Regions from separate parts of the Mus musculus genome. Here all the other regions are linked to region 1. Evidence: chromatin contacts called from public HiChIP or PLAC-seq and promoter capture Hi-C data. All regions are on one chromosome and are shown on one strand. Each heading gives the region's core, a stretch centred on a gene start, on an enhancer-like site or on the middle of the called end of the contact. The rest is flanking DNA. Distances are from core to core; before and after follow the strand shown. Region 1 has its middle 9.7 kb from the start of Gm41329. Region 2 overlaps Fer1l6 (fer-1-like 6 (C. elegans)). Region 3 has its middle 75 kb from the start of Gm41329.

Evidence for each region. HiChIP or PLAC-seq counts read pairs in DNA pulled down with a chosen protein or histone mark. Capture Hi-C pulls out chosen DNA fragments and counts their contacts.
Region 2: a contact with region 1 is called in a promoter capture Hi-C map of pancreatic islet. The contact joins two enhancer-like sites. A contact is called at or near these places in 2 of 484 Hi-C or Micro-C datasets (the HL-1 cell line and Kupffer cells) and 3 of 9 other capture datasets (adipose tissue, liver and pancreatic islet).
Region 3: a contact with region 1 is called in a BATF HiChIP or PLAC-seq map of CD8 T cells, with 9 read pairs. The contact joins two enhancer-like sites. A contact is called at or near these places in 1 of 15 datasets of contacts at CTCF or cohesin (CD8 T cells), 11 of 484 Hi-C or Micro-C datasets (CD4 T cells, the G1E-ER4 cell line, Sertoli cells and 7 more) and 5 of 115 datasets of contacts at active chromatin or transcription factors (CD8 T cells, Th17 cells, embryonic stem cells and 2 more).

What each region holds. Positions count from the first base shown.
Region 1 is chr15:58,747,691-58,752,715 of GRCm38.p6, reverse strand. No RefSeq gene overlaps it. Among named protein-coding and RNA genes, the nearest start is that of Gm41329, 9.7 kb to the left of the region's middle. Within about 2 kb of position 2,470, at least 79 of the 459 cell types and tissues checked have an H3K27ac peak or open chromatin away from gene starts, as enhancers often do. A contact at or near this core is called in CD8 T cells, Th17 cells, memory CD8 T cells and 1 more, where this site is marked.
Region 2 is chr15:58,635,440-58,640,464 of GRCm38.p6, reverse strand. It overlaps Fer1l6 (fer-1-like 6 (C. elegans)), which reads right to left. Exons shown (of 41, transcript NM_001370912.1): 33 at 2,372-2,542; 34 at 216-376. Among named protein-coding and RNA genes, the nearest start is that of Gm36451, 41 kb to the right of the region's middle. Within about 2 kb of position 2,369, at least 8 of the 459 cell types and tissues checked have an H3K27ac peak or open chromatin away from gene starts, as enhancers often do. A contact at or near this core is called in pancreatic islet, where this site is marked.
Region 3 is chr15:58,682,104-58,687,128 of GRCm38.p6, reverse strand. No RefSeq gene overlaps it. Among named protein-coding and RNA genes, the nearest start is that of Gm41329, 75 kb to the left of the region's middle. Within about 2 kb of position 1,953, at least 48 of the 459 cell types and tissues checked have an H3K27ac peak or open chromatin away from gene starts, as enhancers often do. A contact at or near this core is called in CD8 T cells, Th17 cells and memory CD8 T cells, where this site is marked.

The DNA of each region.
Region 1 (5,025 bases), core at 1,221-3,720:
AGAACCAAACTCAGGTCCCCTGCAGTTCCTGCTCTTCTCTTCAGCTCCATTTGCCTCTTAAATTATGAGCTAAACAATGTCCCCCTTAAGTCACTTTTGTCAGAAATTTTTGTCAGAGCAATGAGAAAAATCATGGTGTAGGTTCATTTAATCTGAGGACTTTAGCCCTTTGTGTGCATCAAGATTCCACAAGAAACTTTGATGCTGTGGACTGGCCTGAATCATACTCTGGGGGTTTCATTCACACCCCAGTGATTCTCAAGTTCAGCTGGGCTTTAAAAACTTTGCATTAGGGGCTAACAAGATGGCTAAGAGTCTAAGTGCCTGCCACTAAGACTGATGACTGAGTTTCATTCCTGTGGTCCACATGATGGAAGAGCCAACTCCCACCAAGTTGTTCCCTGATCTTCATACATGCACTGTGACACACACACACACACACACACACACACACACACGAAATGAAAAAAAAGTTATTTTAAAGAAAGAGTACTAGACCATTATACCAGGTCTGAATTTCACTTTTACGGATTATGGTCACTTCTAAAGCTTATGTCTCCATGGAAACAACAGAAAACAAATCACCATTGTATTGAGGTTCTGATGGCACATCTGATGGATTTGTTTCTCATTTATTATAGGTCATGGTTTCCATACTCATTTCCATAGTGAGAATAATTGGGACCATCAAATTTGATATTCCCTCAGTGCTACTTAATGAGCACCTATTGTGTGCCAAATACTGCTGTAGAAACAGGGACCGAAGTCCCTGAACTCACGGAACTCACATCCTAGTCCAGGAGATGAATGACTAGAGCTACTGTGAGGCTCTGGATCTTTAACCCCTGTTAATTATTTTCAGTACTTCCTTTCACTCGAGGAACCTTCAAATCTTGATGATAAATTATATTTTGCCCTACAGACTAAAAATGTGATCAAAACAGATGGTGATATAGACAATCAATAACATAACCCAAACATTACCTTCTAAAAATAACACAGTGTATAAATATGCACTTCTGACACCTTAAGACATCAAAATTCTGTCATTGTCTTGGTTGAGAGTGGCACTTAGTAGGATGGGCTTTTGGGTGGCAGGGATGGCAGCAGGCATACCAGTGATTAGGTTGTTATGCTAATCTAAAGTTGTCAGCTTCGATGTTGAATGGCAAGGATTTGCTGGCCATGCAGAGACCTGGGTGGTGGTCCAGTGTACTGGCCGGTTTTGTGTGTCAACTTGACACAAGCTAGAGTTATCACAGAGAAAGGAGCCTCTCTTGAGGAAACGCTTCTATGAGATCCAGCTGTAAGGCACTTTCTAAATTAGTGATCATGGCAGGAGGGCCCATTGTAGGTGGTGCTATCCATGGGCTGGTAGTCCTGGGTTCTATAAGACAGCAAACTGAACAAGCTAGAGGAAGCAAGACAGTAAGTAACATCCCTCCATGGCCTGTGTATCAGCTCCTGCTTCCTGACCTGCTTGAGTTCCAGTCCTGACTTCCTTTGGTGATGAACAGCAACGTGGAAGTGTAAGCCGAATAAACCCTTTCCTCCCCAACTTGCTTCTTGGTCATGATGTTTTGTGCAGGAATAGAAACCCTGACTAAGACATCCAGGTAATGGGAACAGTAAGTAAAAAGTCTTAAGATGGAAGGAAACCTGATGTAGCTGAGTGAGGAATGATAGTCTCTGTGGCCAGTGAGTTCTTGGAGGATGGATGGAAATGAAATCTATGATGCAGGCAGGTGGGTTGTGCTAGTCAGGGGTCTCTGCAGGAACAGAACTGATAGAATGTGAATATGTGAGTCCGTGTGCCATGGCGCATAGCTGGAGGTCAGAGGGTAATTCTCAGGAGTTGGTTCTTTTTTGCCACTTTGTGGGACCCAGGAATTGAGCTCAGGTTGTCAGGTCTGTGCAAATGCCCCTTCCGGTGCTATCTCACCAGCCCTGGTGATGGTTTGGATGTAGGAAGATAGGTCCAAGGTCACTCGGCTAGTAAGTAGCCAGGTTGGGCCTTGAACTCCTGGCAGACTCCAAACCTTACATTCTCATTTCTTCTCCAAACATCAAGCGTCACCGTCATGGGTTGGAAACCTCACTGGGTCACAGTTGTTGCCAGTTTGATCCATCTCTCGTGACCAGGCAAATGGCAATCACTTGACACTGTTGGCTTTTAAAAATGACATTATTTCTCGAACCTTAACGTTTAAAGCATTGGCTGGGCTGGTGTTTCTGCCAGCAGCTAGGCCACACTTTTAACTGGTTTCTTGTGGTTTTCACTGTGCTGGGGACAAGGCTGTCATTTGCTGTGGTTTTGTGGATGGCTGTGAATGGGATCACAAACATTGTGTGTGTGTGTGTGTGTGTGTGTGTGTGTGTGTGTGCAGCACCTGACACTCTTCTAAGCCATAGACACCCTTTTCAACACCTCCCACCAGCCTCTTGGAGCCACATGGTGCATGAGTGTGCACCCATGCCCCTTAATGTTTAGGTTGCTAGGACACTAAACAAGAGAGAAAAGGCTTTCTGAGGTCACAGGAGGCCTCATTTGTGGTAAAGTGAAAACGTGCTTTAGTGCAGTGGTTCTTAACTTTCCTAATGCTGTGACCCTTTAATATACTTCCTCATGTTGTGGTGACCCCAATGATAAAATAATTTTGTGGCTACTTCATAACTGTAATTTTGCTCCTGTTATAAATTATATCTATTCTGCAGCTCCTCGAGACCCACAGGATGAGAACTGTTGCTTCTAAGTGGAATTGACTCTCTGAAAAGCAAAAGCCACATGACATCTCCAAGGAGCATATCTGAAGAGTATACCTGCTCAGTGAATGGAGGTTTTAGTAGGTGTGTGTGTGTGTGTGTGTGTGTGTGTGTGTGTGTCTGTCTGTCTGTCTGTCTGTCTGTCTGTCTGTCTGTCTATGTGCCAGAGATGTTAGTGGGTAGGAATCCTAACAGCCTCATTGAATGTTGTCTCTAAGGACTTCCTTTCCACCCTGCCTTCAATATCCAGACAGGGAGCCTGGCACAATGTTTCAACAAGGTCCTAGGACTTTCTAATGTGCATGTTAATTTGAGACCCAAAAGGAAATTCTGGTCTCCCAAGTCCAGTTTGGTCAATCAAATGGCTTCCTGAAGCCCATGTCTCCTTGGGCTTCAGCCTTACGTGATAAGCCAGTGTACCCTGGAAGTCCAGTCTATGTCAGGGAGGCTGAACTGATGCGCCTCTTTTAGTAAAACCCCCAGTTCTATGGCCTATTATTTGTTAGCAAGCCATGACAACTAAGATGGGTGTTCAAGCATAAATGCCCCTAAGGTAGCATAAGACGACTGTGACCTTTCCATCCACTGTGACATCTGAATCACAGAGTTTTATTGTGATTCAAAATCTTCTCAGAAAAGAGGAAGCTGGGGCCCATCTATCCTGTAGCTCAGGGTGCCAGCTGAGCTGTGCCCATGGTGACTGTGTGCATGTACAAGAAGGGTAATAGAATGACCCCTTCCCCCACTTTCTGAGAGCCCATGAGTCATAGAAAACTCAGACTAGGAGTGAGATGCCTACCCTGCTAGTCCCTACCCCAGGGACTTAGCAAATATGGCTGAAATGTCCAGGATCCAAGATGGCTGCTTGCAGAGGCAGCTCCTTCTCTACCATGGAAAGGCACTGGCCTTTACCTTTGGGGACTCATGTAAAGGCCAGTTTATAAGTAAGATGGGTTCATATGATTTCTTGATGACCCACCCTCCTCCTCCTCCTCCCCCTCCCCCTCCCCCTCCCCCTCCCCCTCCTCCTCCCCCTCCCCCTCCCCCTCCCCCTCCCCCTCCCCCTCCCCCTCCCCCTCCCCCTCCCCCTCCCTCTCCTTCTCCTTCTTCTTCTTCTTCTTCTTCTTCTTCTTCTTCTTCTTCCCTTTTATTTTATTTTTTTTTTGGAGACAGGGTTTCTCTGTGTAGTCTTGGCTGTCCTGGAACTCACTCTGTAGACCAGGCTGGCCTCGAACTCAGAAATTCGCCTGCCTCTGCCTCCCGAGTGCTAGGATTAAAGGCGTGTGCCACCACGCCCAGCTCTCCCACCCTACTTCTTAATCCAAGCCAGAGGAAAAAGAACTAACTCACCCCTCCCCGACTGACCATCAGAGATTGTGTATCCTGGAATGCTGGCATTGTAGAAATGATACTGGAGGAGGAGTGGAGGATGAGACTCCATTGGTAGAGTGCTTGTGTAGCGTGCATGAAGCGCTGGGTTTGATTCCCAGCGTGGCATAGGTTGAGCATAGTGTCACATGCCTGTAATCCTGGGACGTGGGAGATGGAGACAGGAGGATCAGAGGTTCAAGACCATCATCAGCTGCAAAGCAAGTTGGATGTGAGGCTAGGGTACACGAGACTGTCTCAGGGAAGAGGGGGAGGAGGAAGGGGAGGAGGAGGAAGGGGAGGAGGAGGAGGAAGGAGAGGAAGATTGTGTAAGGATCAGTATCAGCTCAGGACCCTCAAGACCAAGTTCTAAGCACAAAGATTTATTTGCCCCACAGGGACAAAGGTCAGGGAATAAGACACAAGGACCGGAGGTAGAAGACAAGGAAGAAGGAGAGAGGGCAGGGATATTTGTCCTGGGGGGACAAAGGACAGCCTCTGAATAGAGAGGAGAGAGAAGTGGCCGGTAGGCAAATGCAGTTTATAAAGGGGAAGCGAGAAAGTCCGAGTTGGGATGAGGTGTTTAATTTTGATCGGGGATGTTTGTTATTAGGTGAGCCAGAGGGAGCTTCTGATTGCTGGACTTCAATACTTTGATAGCTGGACCTTGGTATTAAGCCTCAGGAGGAGGAAGTGGCCAAATAAGGGACTAGACCTTGGTGGCTAGCTTTAGGACTGCCATCTAAGAGTTCTTAGTAAGGCAGAGGGAATGGGGAGAAGGGCAAGACCTGCAGAGCCATGTTTGCCATGTTTGGGCCTGCTAGAGTCCCTTCAAGGAGGAAAAGAGGAAGAGGACGAGGAGGAGAGAATAGAAGATGAGAGAAGGGACCATCC
Region 2 (5,025 bases), core at 1,120-3,619, 110 kb after region 1:
CCTTAACAACACACACAGAGACGGGGAGGACGTAGACCAGGATGCAGTGTCGTTCCCTGAGCCTTGTGACTGTGAGTTCTTGTTATTAGCCTACTGGATTTTCTGTCTTTCCCTTTTGTAATTAGATGACCCACTATCCCCAAGCCTCAGCCAGTGGAACCAGCCTTTAAAAAAACAAACCAGCTACATCAGCAGAGCCGTGTGCTGGGAGTTACCAGAGTCTTCTTCATTGAAGACTGTTTTCCCAGAAAAGACCTTCTTTCCAATCTGTATCTTCCCGGGGCGAAAGTACGGTCCATCCAGTTTGTTGTCTTTACACAGCTTGGTTAGGATTTCTGTGGGTTTGGACGTGTCCCTCCAGGCATTGTACCCTTCTCTGAGAAGAGGAGGAAAGACAGATGGAGTGAGCCTGGTTGCACTCTAGGGGAGCACTCTTCGAGGTCCCCAGTAAAAGCTCCTATCAAATGTGGCTTGTGCAATTTCCCCCAGTTATACACCTGGGCTAGTGTGTTTGGCTTTGTTTCATTTTCTTCTCTCTCTAGTCGAGCACCCTTGCATAAGCACAGCTTGCATAAAAGACAGGGCTTGCAGCCAGCTTGACATAAAGATAGTTTGCAGGAATTTTGATTTTTTTAAACCAATACACTCTTCTTTAAAAAGACAAAACAAAACAAAAACATTGAGCTGGGCAGTGGTGGCGCACACCTTTAATCCCAGCACTTAGGAGGCAGAGGTAGGCAGATTTCTGAGTTCGAGGCCAGCCTGGTCTACAGAGTGAGTGCCAAGACAGCCAGGGCTATACAGAGAAACCCTGTCTTGAAAAACCAAAACAAAAAACAAAAAACAAAACCCAACAAAACAAACAAACAACATTGAAGTGAAATTCATATAACAAAATTTATCATTTTGAAGTTGTCTGGTTCTGTGGTATTGTTCATGGTCCTAATAACATGCAGTCATTCTGCTTAGTTATAAAAAGTTGCCATCACCCTGAAAGGAGACCCTGTATCCAAACTGCACTTGCTCTCTGTTCCTGCTCCCTAGCACCATTAGCAAGCTCCAGTCTGTCTTTCTGTTGCTAGGGGGTCTGAGCAAGTTTAGCCAGTGTTTGGTCCTTTGTGTGCTGCTTAAGAGGAAAGCTCTGACTTACCACCTCAATCTCTCTCCTCCCTTCTCCGCCAGACCCCCAGCCACACACACACACACACACACACACACACACACACACACACACACACACACAATTTATCTTATAGACTCCTGTTTTTCTAATTAGTGACTTTCCTGGGTCTCCCCAATTCTTTCATCCTCTAAGAAATAGCTGTTTTGGAGGAAGGCAATCACTGGGCACAGGGGCAGGCCCTGGTTCCCACCCACTCCCTGCTTCCTGGCCTCCCACAATAGGAACTGCATGATCACATCAGGAAGGCAATTGACTCTACCACTTTATAGCATGTTCATATGATTGAATACTGTGTAGGCCCAGTACATTAAAGACTGCAAGCAATATTAAATGACAGCTATAAAATACTTCAGCTACAAAGTAAGAACAATAAATAAATAAACAATAAATAAATAAACAATAAATAAATTTCAAAGCATGTAATCCAAGTTCAGAAGAAAATAGTATAGAAAAAAACACTAAGAGGAAAACTAAAAGCAAGAATGTACATAAATATCTAATTTTTATCAGTAATTTATGTAAATAGCGAATTGGGCAAATTATTTGACTTATAGCAATACATTCTGTAAATTATTTTCCATTTAGGAAAAAAATCATTTTTGAATTACACAATGGAACGCCAATGAATGTCGATAATTCCCTGGTTGTAATTTGTAAGATTGTGTTAAAAAGTATAATCAGATACAGCACCCTTCAAAAGAAAACGAAGCTGATATAACCTACCTTTTAAAATAAAGTTGATTTGCAAATCTTTGTGAAGAATGAGATTGACAATCCATTCTCCCTTCACGAATGAAATAAAGCTAGTTCTAGAGGGACTGATAAGATATTGCATGCAAAGCTCTTAAACAGCAGGTCCTAAGCACATACAGCTGTTGTTTACACAAGTCCAGGACACTGACGATGTTCGCGATGCTTTCGCGATGTTTGCACTGTAATAACCATTCCTCATCTAGCACCAGCCGCCCCTCGCGCCCCATCCCGGGAATCCTGACCACCAGACACAAGTGAATGCACAAGCACACCACAGCCTGACTCTTAGTTCTTGAAGAACCGGCCCTGAGTTTTAAACCAAAGTTGCTTCCCCAGCCTCATTGGCCCTCAAGAGCATGAACGCATGCGCAGTCCAGAGCTCCACAAGGCTGCGTTCCTGAGACACCAACAGTGTCTCCACAGGAGACAACTTACATCTCATACTGGCTCTGCAAGCCGCAGATGGCTCTGTGTTTGCTGTAGAAACGGTTCTCCAGGTCGATCTTGGTCTCTCCAATGAGGTCATCTGACCCGATCATGTCATGGTCATAAATCAGGACAGAGAGCAGGGACTCCTTTGGGAAAGTGGCCTGGATCTCAAATGACCTGAATTCAAGAAGAGGGCTGGGAATTAGCAAGGTCTGGCAGCATGGGACATCACCAGCTTCCTTTTGGTTAGCACTTCGTGGTCCACACGCTGACTGGATCGACTGAATTCAGTTAGCGCTGACAGGGATCTGTGTAGTTTATTATCCAAGTACAAGCATTGACTTCTGATTTATTTATCAATTTTCAATAGACAATGATTCGCCCTTTCACGTCATATTTTAGAGTTGTTGGTCTGATTTCCAGTCTGATTTCAGACCTGAATTCTGTGTCTGTTAAATATTGTGGATCTTACTTAATCTCTTCCACCCTCCATGTATGACATTTTTTTAAATAACATGGTGGGGCAGTTGGTCACATAAAACACACATGCCTCTTCCAGGTTTTCAGCTCATACACAGTGATAATACTTTCTGTCACTGCTTTGTTGAGGAACACCAGCTGGAGTTTTCAAAAAGAAAACCTCGCTGATGGAAACAGAATTTCAGGGATGAAATGCTGTCTCCCCATGGCTGAGCCCCTTGAGGACAGAATCATTCTTATTTCCACCCCACTGGAGCTTGCACTTGGCCATCAGAAAATATATATTTAGTGGCTAATTCTTTGAACTACAAAACATGTCAGAAATCTATATCCAATACCTCTATTTTGTGGACAAGGGAACCAAAATCCTGAGAATATAAATGAAGGATCATGAATCAAGCTTTCCTGAAGCACTCAAGGGTATCCTAAGACTAGTATGGCCATAATTAACCCTCCCCAGTGAGAAAAAGGCAGTTTATAGCAGCAATTATTATAGTTGATAGAGCAGGCTCTAAAAGGTCCCCCTTGGGGCTGAACAGGGGAGAAATCTATGTGCCCTTCATCTGTCAAGCATGGTGGTGCCTTTCTTAGCTTCAGTATTTGGATCCTAGGTTGTAATGGCTATTCTGGGGTTTCATTGGAAGGAAGCACCCAACATCCATCACTGGACTTTGCTATCAGCATATTAGCCAAACAGGACAGACTTGATAATGGCTTCACTGTCCCTGGTAACAATGACAGAAGACATGGTGGCTCTGGCCCTTCTCATCAAACTGTGCTGAAATTGATGGTGTCTGAATTTTAACTGGAGCTGTCAAAGAGTTTGCAAAACCCTGGTATCAAGGTTGGATTCTTGGTTGCCCTGGAAACTATTAGGCTTACATCAGGTCATATGTCAGTAATAATACCATTAGACTGCTACTGTCATTCTTTGCTTGAGAGAGGATCATTAAATGAGCAAAAACTGAGATAGTGAAAGTGTTTGGAGGCTCAGAGGGTTCAAAGCCAAGATGGCTCCTTTGTTCATCCATTCATTTCTTAACCAATTCTTCTGACATTTATCACACAGTCACTGTGTGACAGGTCTTGAGAGTAGAATCATTTCCAGTGGGTAAGGCATACAAGAAGTTGGCAGAAGAAGATGACAGGAGCCAAGATCAAGTCATGTTGGAAGAGTGCTGTGAGCTGGGGAAAAGGAGCAGAAAGAGAAGTCTAATCATCCCAGAGAATCGACTCCAGATAGCTCTCCTGGCGCTAGACTTGTGGAGCTCAGACTCGCCCTTCCCCTGTCTTCATGGGACTTCTTGCCACAGTGTCATAATTCCCCATTCACTTTTCTCTCCGTAGTCATACATCCCTAAAAAGCACTGACTAGCAGAGCACCTGACATAAGACAGATTCTCAGTAACCATGAAGGAACCAATCAAAGTGGGCAGATGCCATGATGAGGCAGAGGTGAACGAGCCAGAGTCGGTGAGCTGTTTTAGTCACCTAAGATCAGCGTTTCCGGAGTCCGTTGTTTGAGAGCTGTGAAAAACTGCCAAAGACTATGGTCATACTCAGTACTATAATGGTGCAGAGTGGCAGAGCTCCATCAGATCGCATCATCAAGTGGTGGAAGTTTTGTCTGTGCACCTACTCAATCTTTCCCTCATTCTTTTTATTTTATTTTATTTTAATTAGGTATTTTCTTCATTTACATTTCCAATGCTATCCCAAAAGTCCCCCATACCCTTCCCCCCACCACTCCCCTACCCACCCACTCCCACTTCTTGGCCCTGGCATTCCCCTCTACTGAGGCATATAAAGTTTGCAAGACCAATGGACCTCTCTTTCCACTGATGGCCAACTAAGCCATCTTCTGATCCATATGCAGCTAGAGACACGAGCTCTGGGGGGTACTGGTTAGTTCATATTGTTGTTCCACCTATAGGGTTGCAGACCCCTTTTAGCTCCTCGGGTACTTTCTCTAGCTCCTCCATTGGGGGCCCTTTCCCTCATTCTTTCACAACAAATACTTACTCAGTACTTATTGTGTGCCAGGCCCTGTCCGCGGTGCTGAGGAAGTGGTATTGACCACATAGTTCATGCACAGACAGATGTGACCTTCTAGCACAGGGAAGAGGATGACCAGTGAACACATAAACAAGTAAACCCATGCCAGAAGCTATGAAGGAGGA
Region 3 (5,025 bases), core at 704-3,203, 65 kb after region 1:
TGCTGAGCCTGACAATCTGCATTCAATCCCTGGGATCCACATGGTGGAAAGACTCACACAAGCTGTACTTTAGTTTCCACCCATGTGATGTGACAGGTTCATACCCTCCCCTCCCTCTCCCCTCCCCCTCCCCTCCCCCTCCCCTCCCCCTCTCCATCCCTCTCTCCCCCTCTCTCTCTCTGACACATAAATAAAATGTAATAAGAAAATAAGACTCACATTAAAAACTATAATCCTCACTGTGGATGCCAAGAGTTCAAAGGCTCAATTTAACCACAGCATTTGGATGTAGGACCTCTGGGGAGGGACCTAAGGTTAAGAAGAGAAGAGACTTGGCCAGGCGTGGTGGCACACACCTTTAATCGCAGCACTCGGGAGGCAGAGGCAGGTGGATTTCTGAGTTTGAGGCCAGCCTGGTCTACAAAGTGAGTTTCAGGACAGCCAGGGCTATACAGAGAAACCCTGTCTCGAAAAACCAAAAAAAAAAAAAAAAAAAAAAAAAAGAAGAAGAAGAAGAAGAAGAGACTTAAACCAGGCCATTCTGTCTTGGCATGTGATGCCCTCTGCCACCTTGCATCCCACAAAGAGTCCTTCCTAGTATCTGATCTTGAATTCCCCATTCTTCAGAACCATGAGCCAAATAAACACCTATCCTTTATAAACTGATAAGTGTGCTACTTGATTATAGTAGTGGCAAACACAGTAGGACACCATATCAGAACTCTTGGTGGAATCTGTTAGACTTTCTGAAGCCCCTTGAAGAGGAGGCCAGAGGAGTGATAGGATTGAACCAGGCAGTGGGCAGAAGTCTTTAAATCCTCTAAAATATACCTCCCTTCCGAAAGTCCCTCTCATCCCGGGGTGGTCCCCTTTCAACTCCTCCAGCTTCCCGTCTGGGTACCTGCCTCTACTTTCTTTCCATCTCTGTATCACATTTTCCTCTTACAGCTGGGTTCTAGCCATGAAAGTGCTGTCTGAGAACCAGACGAGGGTCCAGCAATATCAGCCGGCCACTGATCTAGACCCCAAAGTTGAAAGCTCTCCCTGGGAACTTCTGGTTTGGAGAGTGAGGTGGAGTTGATCACCTCTCCTCCAGAAAAAACAATGCCAAGTTCCAGGGCTGTGAAGCTTCAGGGTGTACTGGCCACAGGTGGAGAAGCTGAGAAGTGCCTCTCCTTGTCTCACCACACCTGGACACCTGATGTGGCCAGCAAATGGTGTGTGGGAACCCTCACTGTCCATTGTGACAGTTCAGTGACAGCAGCAGGAAGGAGGTTGTGGTCATGTGATCACATTTTCCTGGGTGGCCCTGGAGGCATGTAATGATGGAGCTCGGATCTCATTGAGTTGGCACTCATCTCTCAGAGCACAAAGGCTCTGTGGTGCTTTAGTGAAGTCCTCTGTGTGTGGCAATCCCTTAGCAGTCTCCTTTCTTCTCCTGGACTTACAGTTAGAGTCAAGACAGAACTCCTCCACAGGAGTCCCCTGGGTGAACTCATGTAATGCTGGCAATCTGAACCCTTGGGCAGGACACGAGATCAACAGAGGGTAGAGAGTCTCTGGGTGTCAAAAGGAGATGCAGGAGGGGCTCCTGGAGTTCAACGAGGGGATGGAAGGCTAGAACTAACAATATTGTGGGCATTTTAGACAAATAACACAAAGGAGCTCTTAAGGGTGGGTATGCAGAAGTCATCAGCTCTGCAGGGCTCCCTGAAGTCCCAAAGCTACCTCCCGTGTAGAGAGGTGTTGTTTTCCATGGGAGTCAGCCAAATTACAATGGGATTGACAGCAGTCATGGTTCCATGACTTGTTTTGTTCCAGGAACAAAACAAAACATTCAGCTCTTTGTGCAGGGAAACCTCACCGCCCACAACGTCACAGAGGGGTAGGACACACGCGCACCACACGAACAGGCATAGATGCAGACACAGTCTGGGTAATTAGTTGTCTCGGCTTTCCTGGAAGACACATGCTTTTCGATTTGGTGGGTTGACAGGAAATAGTCTAAATCACTCTTTGCCAAGTCAAGGGGTGGCAGAGCAGAATTAGCCAGCTAACTCTGTATTTTTACCAAAGAACTAGTATGAACTGATTTTCAGTGGGGATTTTCCAATCTAACTTTCGATTTGTGTTTTTAGACTTTTCACACAGATCTGCAGAACAACTGTGTTCACTTTGGGGAAAGTAAAGGAAGCTTACAAGCCCGCAATGGAATCTCTTGTTTTAATTTTAACATTGGAACATCACCAAAGCCGTTGGATGTACCAACCCTGGGATATTTTTGAAAAGTATGTAGTCCTAGAACATGTGGTTTTACTTGTGGGCATCGCTAAAAAATGTTGAATAATTGACTAGTATTTGGTTTAGGAAAATGTAGATGGGTTGACCTCAGAGCCGCTGTAGGAAAGGATTCTGATGTCTTTTTGAACAGGGTGTGCTGGGACTTCCCCTGCCAGGTGGAAGAAGGGGTGTGTGTGTGATAGTGTTCTATGGCAGTAATTTGTTGAGCACCTGCTGGATGCCACACACTTGAAATAGATCTTTTCTGTCTTCTGTGGCTGGTTTCAGGGGGAGGTTCTTTTGTGACCAGGTGTTTCTAAGGCACAGCTGGGTGGACTATAAGACTATTAGAAGGGACCTGCACAGGTATAGATCATGACCATAATGAAGAAGAGCTTTCCCTGTGTATTGATTTCCTTACCTGGTTTCAAATTCGGATGGTCGAGGCAAAACTAATTACAGAGAATGGGTACGGTCCCTTCTGGCCTCTTTCCCAGTAAGGAGGGTGGTGAGGGAGTCCCACCATGCTTAGAATGTCTTCTTTGTTTTTTTTTTTTTATTAGATATTTTCTTTGTTTACATTTCAAATGCTATCCCGAAAGTTCCCTATACCCTCTCACCGCCCTGCTCCCCTACCCACCCACTCCCACTTCTTGACCCTGGCATTCCCCTGTACTGGGGCATATAAAGTTTGCAAGACCAAGGGGCCTCTCTTCCCAATGATGACCATCTAGGCCATCTTCTGCTTACATATGCAGCTAGAGACACAAGCTCTGGGGGTTACTGGTTAGTTCATATTGTTGTTCCACCTATAGGGTTTCAGACTCCTTCATCTCCTTGGGGTACTTTCTTTAGCTCCTCCATTGGGGGCCCTGTGTTCCATCTGATAGCTGACTGTGAGCATCCACTTCTGTATTTGCCAGGCACTGGCATAGCCTCACACGAGACAGCTATATCAGTGTCCTTTCAGCAAAATCTTGCTGGCGTAGGCAATAGTGTCTGGGTGCAGCCCCACTCACAGACCAGGTCCAGGGAATGCAGGCAATGGCTAAGCAAGCCCTGATCTTCCTTTACCTCCACCCAACTCTTCTGCTGTGACTCGGGTCCAGCTGACCTATCGCAGAAGCTTCAGAGCAGAAGAAAGTGCACAGTGAAGACACGAAGGCAGGAAGCCCAGCATCCAGAGTCCCTTCACCGAACACACCTGAACTCAGAGGGAGACGACCTGGAGCTAAGTCAAGTTCTGGGTCTCAGTTTTGCCTTGGTTTAGACTTCATTGTACGTTAGATTGACAAATAATAGGCATATATATTTATGGGATGCGGCATGATTTTTGAATATACATATGCACTGTGATGCTCAAAGCAAGGCAATTAGCACATTGATCACCTTTGAAGTGTTATGAATTAGATGTAAAACTCTCCCAGGGGCTAATGTGTTTGAACATTTGCTCTTCAGACGGTGGAGCAAATTTGAGAGGCAGTCAAACTTTTGGGTTGTAGGGCTTATCCACAGATGAGGAAGAAATGGAAAGATGGGCATGACAGGTTTCTCTGAGCTCCCAGGAATGCCTCAGACATGAACAGCAGGAGACTCGGCTCTACTGTGCCCCCTTTTAAGACATGGAATCCAGACAGCTTCCCTTTCCTCCACACTCCAAGCTGAAAATGTTATTGTACTAAAAATGCAAATGGAGCTAAAATTAGTGTAATTTCACTCCCCCAAGGGCACCTACCCCATTTCCTGAAGTAAACACATTTATGTGATTTTATTCTAAGAAGAAATGTTCACTTTTTTCATTTTTATTAGATATTTTCTTCATTTACATTTCAAATGCTATCCCGAAAGTCCCCTATACCCCCCCTCCCTGCTCCCCTACCCACTCACTCGCACTTCTTGGCCCTGGTGTTCCCCTGTACTGGGGCATATAAAGTTTGTAAGACCAAGGGGCCTCTCTTCCCAATGATGGCCAGCACGTGTTTTTGCCACTCTCCATCATGGATATGATCTCAGTAGCAGCTCAGCCGTTCTGCCTCATGAATCTTGCTCTGGTTTCAGTGTGGTAGACATGGAAATAATTTTAGCATAAGAAAAGGCAGGTACAGTGGTGTGGGCCAGGCCAGAGGAGCCCCATTACAGATGAGCACACCTTGCTGCTTCCTTATCCAGTTGACATCTGAATTAGACCACCTCGAGACGGTACAAAATAATGTTTCAAAGTAGTAAGACTGTGCAGGCAAACTCACACATCCTAAGGCATCACAACCTACAGGACGATGGCTCGGCCTCTACCTTTGTGGCATCACTGTGGTTATTCTTGTTTGTTTGTTTGTTTGTTTGTTTGTTTGTTTTTTCGAGACAGGGTTTCTCTGTGTAGCCCTGGCTGTCCTGGAACTCACTCTGTAGACCAGGCTGGCCTCGAACTCAGAAATCCACCTGCCTCTGCCTCCCAAGTGCTGGGATTAAAGGCGTGTGCCACCACGCCCGGCTTACTGTGGTTATTCTGTTCTTTCATTCTGTGTGCAGTTGGTCTGTGTTAGGACAGTGTGACACTGGAGACACACTCATGGCAACGTTGTGGTGGTTCCAGCCAAACTGACCAAGGACCAGCTTCCTCATTTTAAATTGTTATCTCTGGGCTCGATATCTGTTTGACCTCCGTGTGTTACTAGGTCACCATGTCACCATGACCTGTCTTATTCCTTAAGCTTCATGGCGACTGGGTCTGGTTGTCCCTGTGGCTGT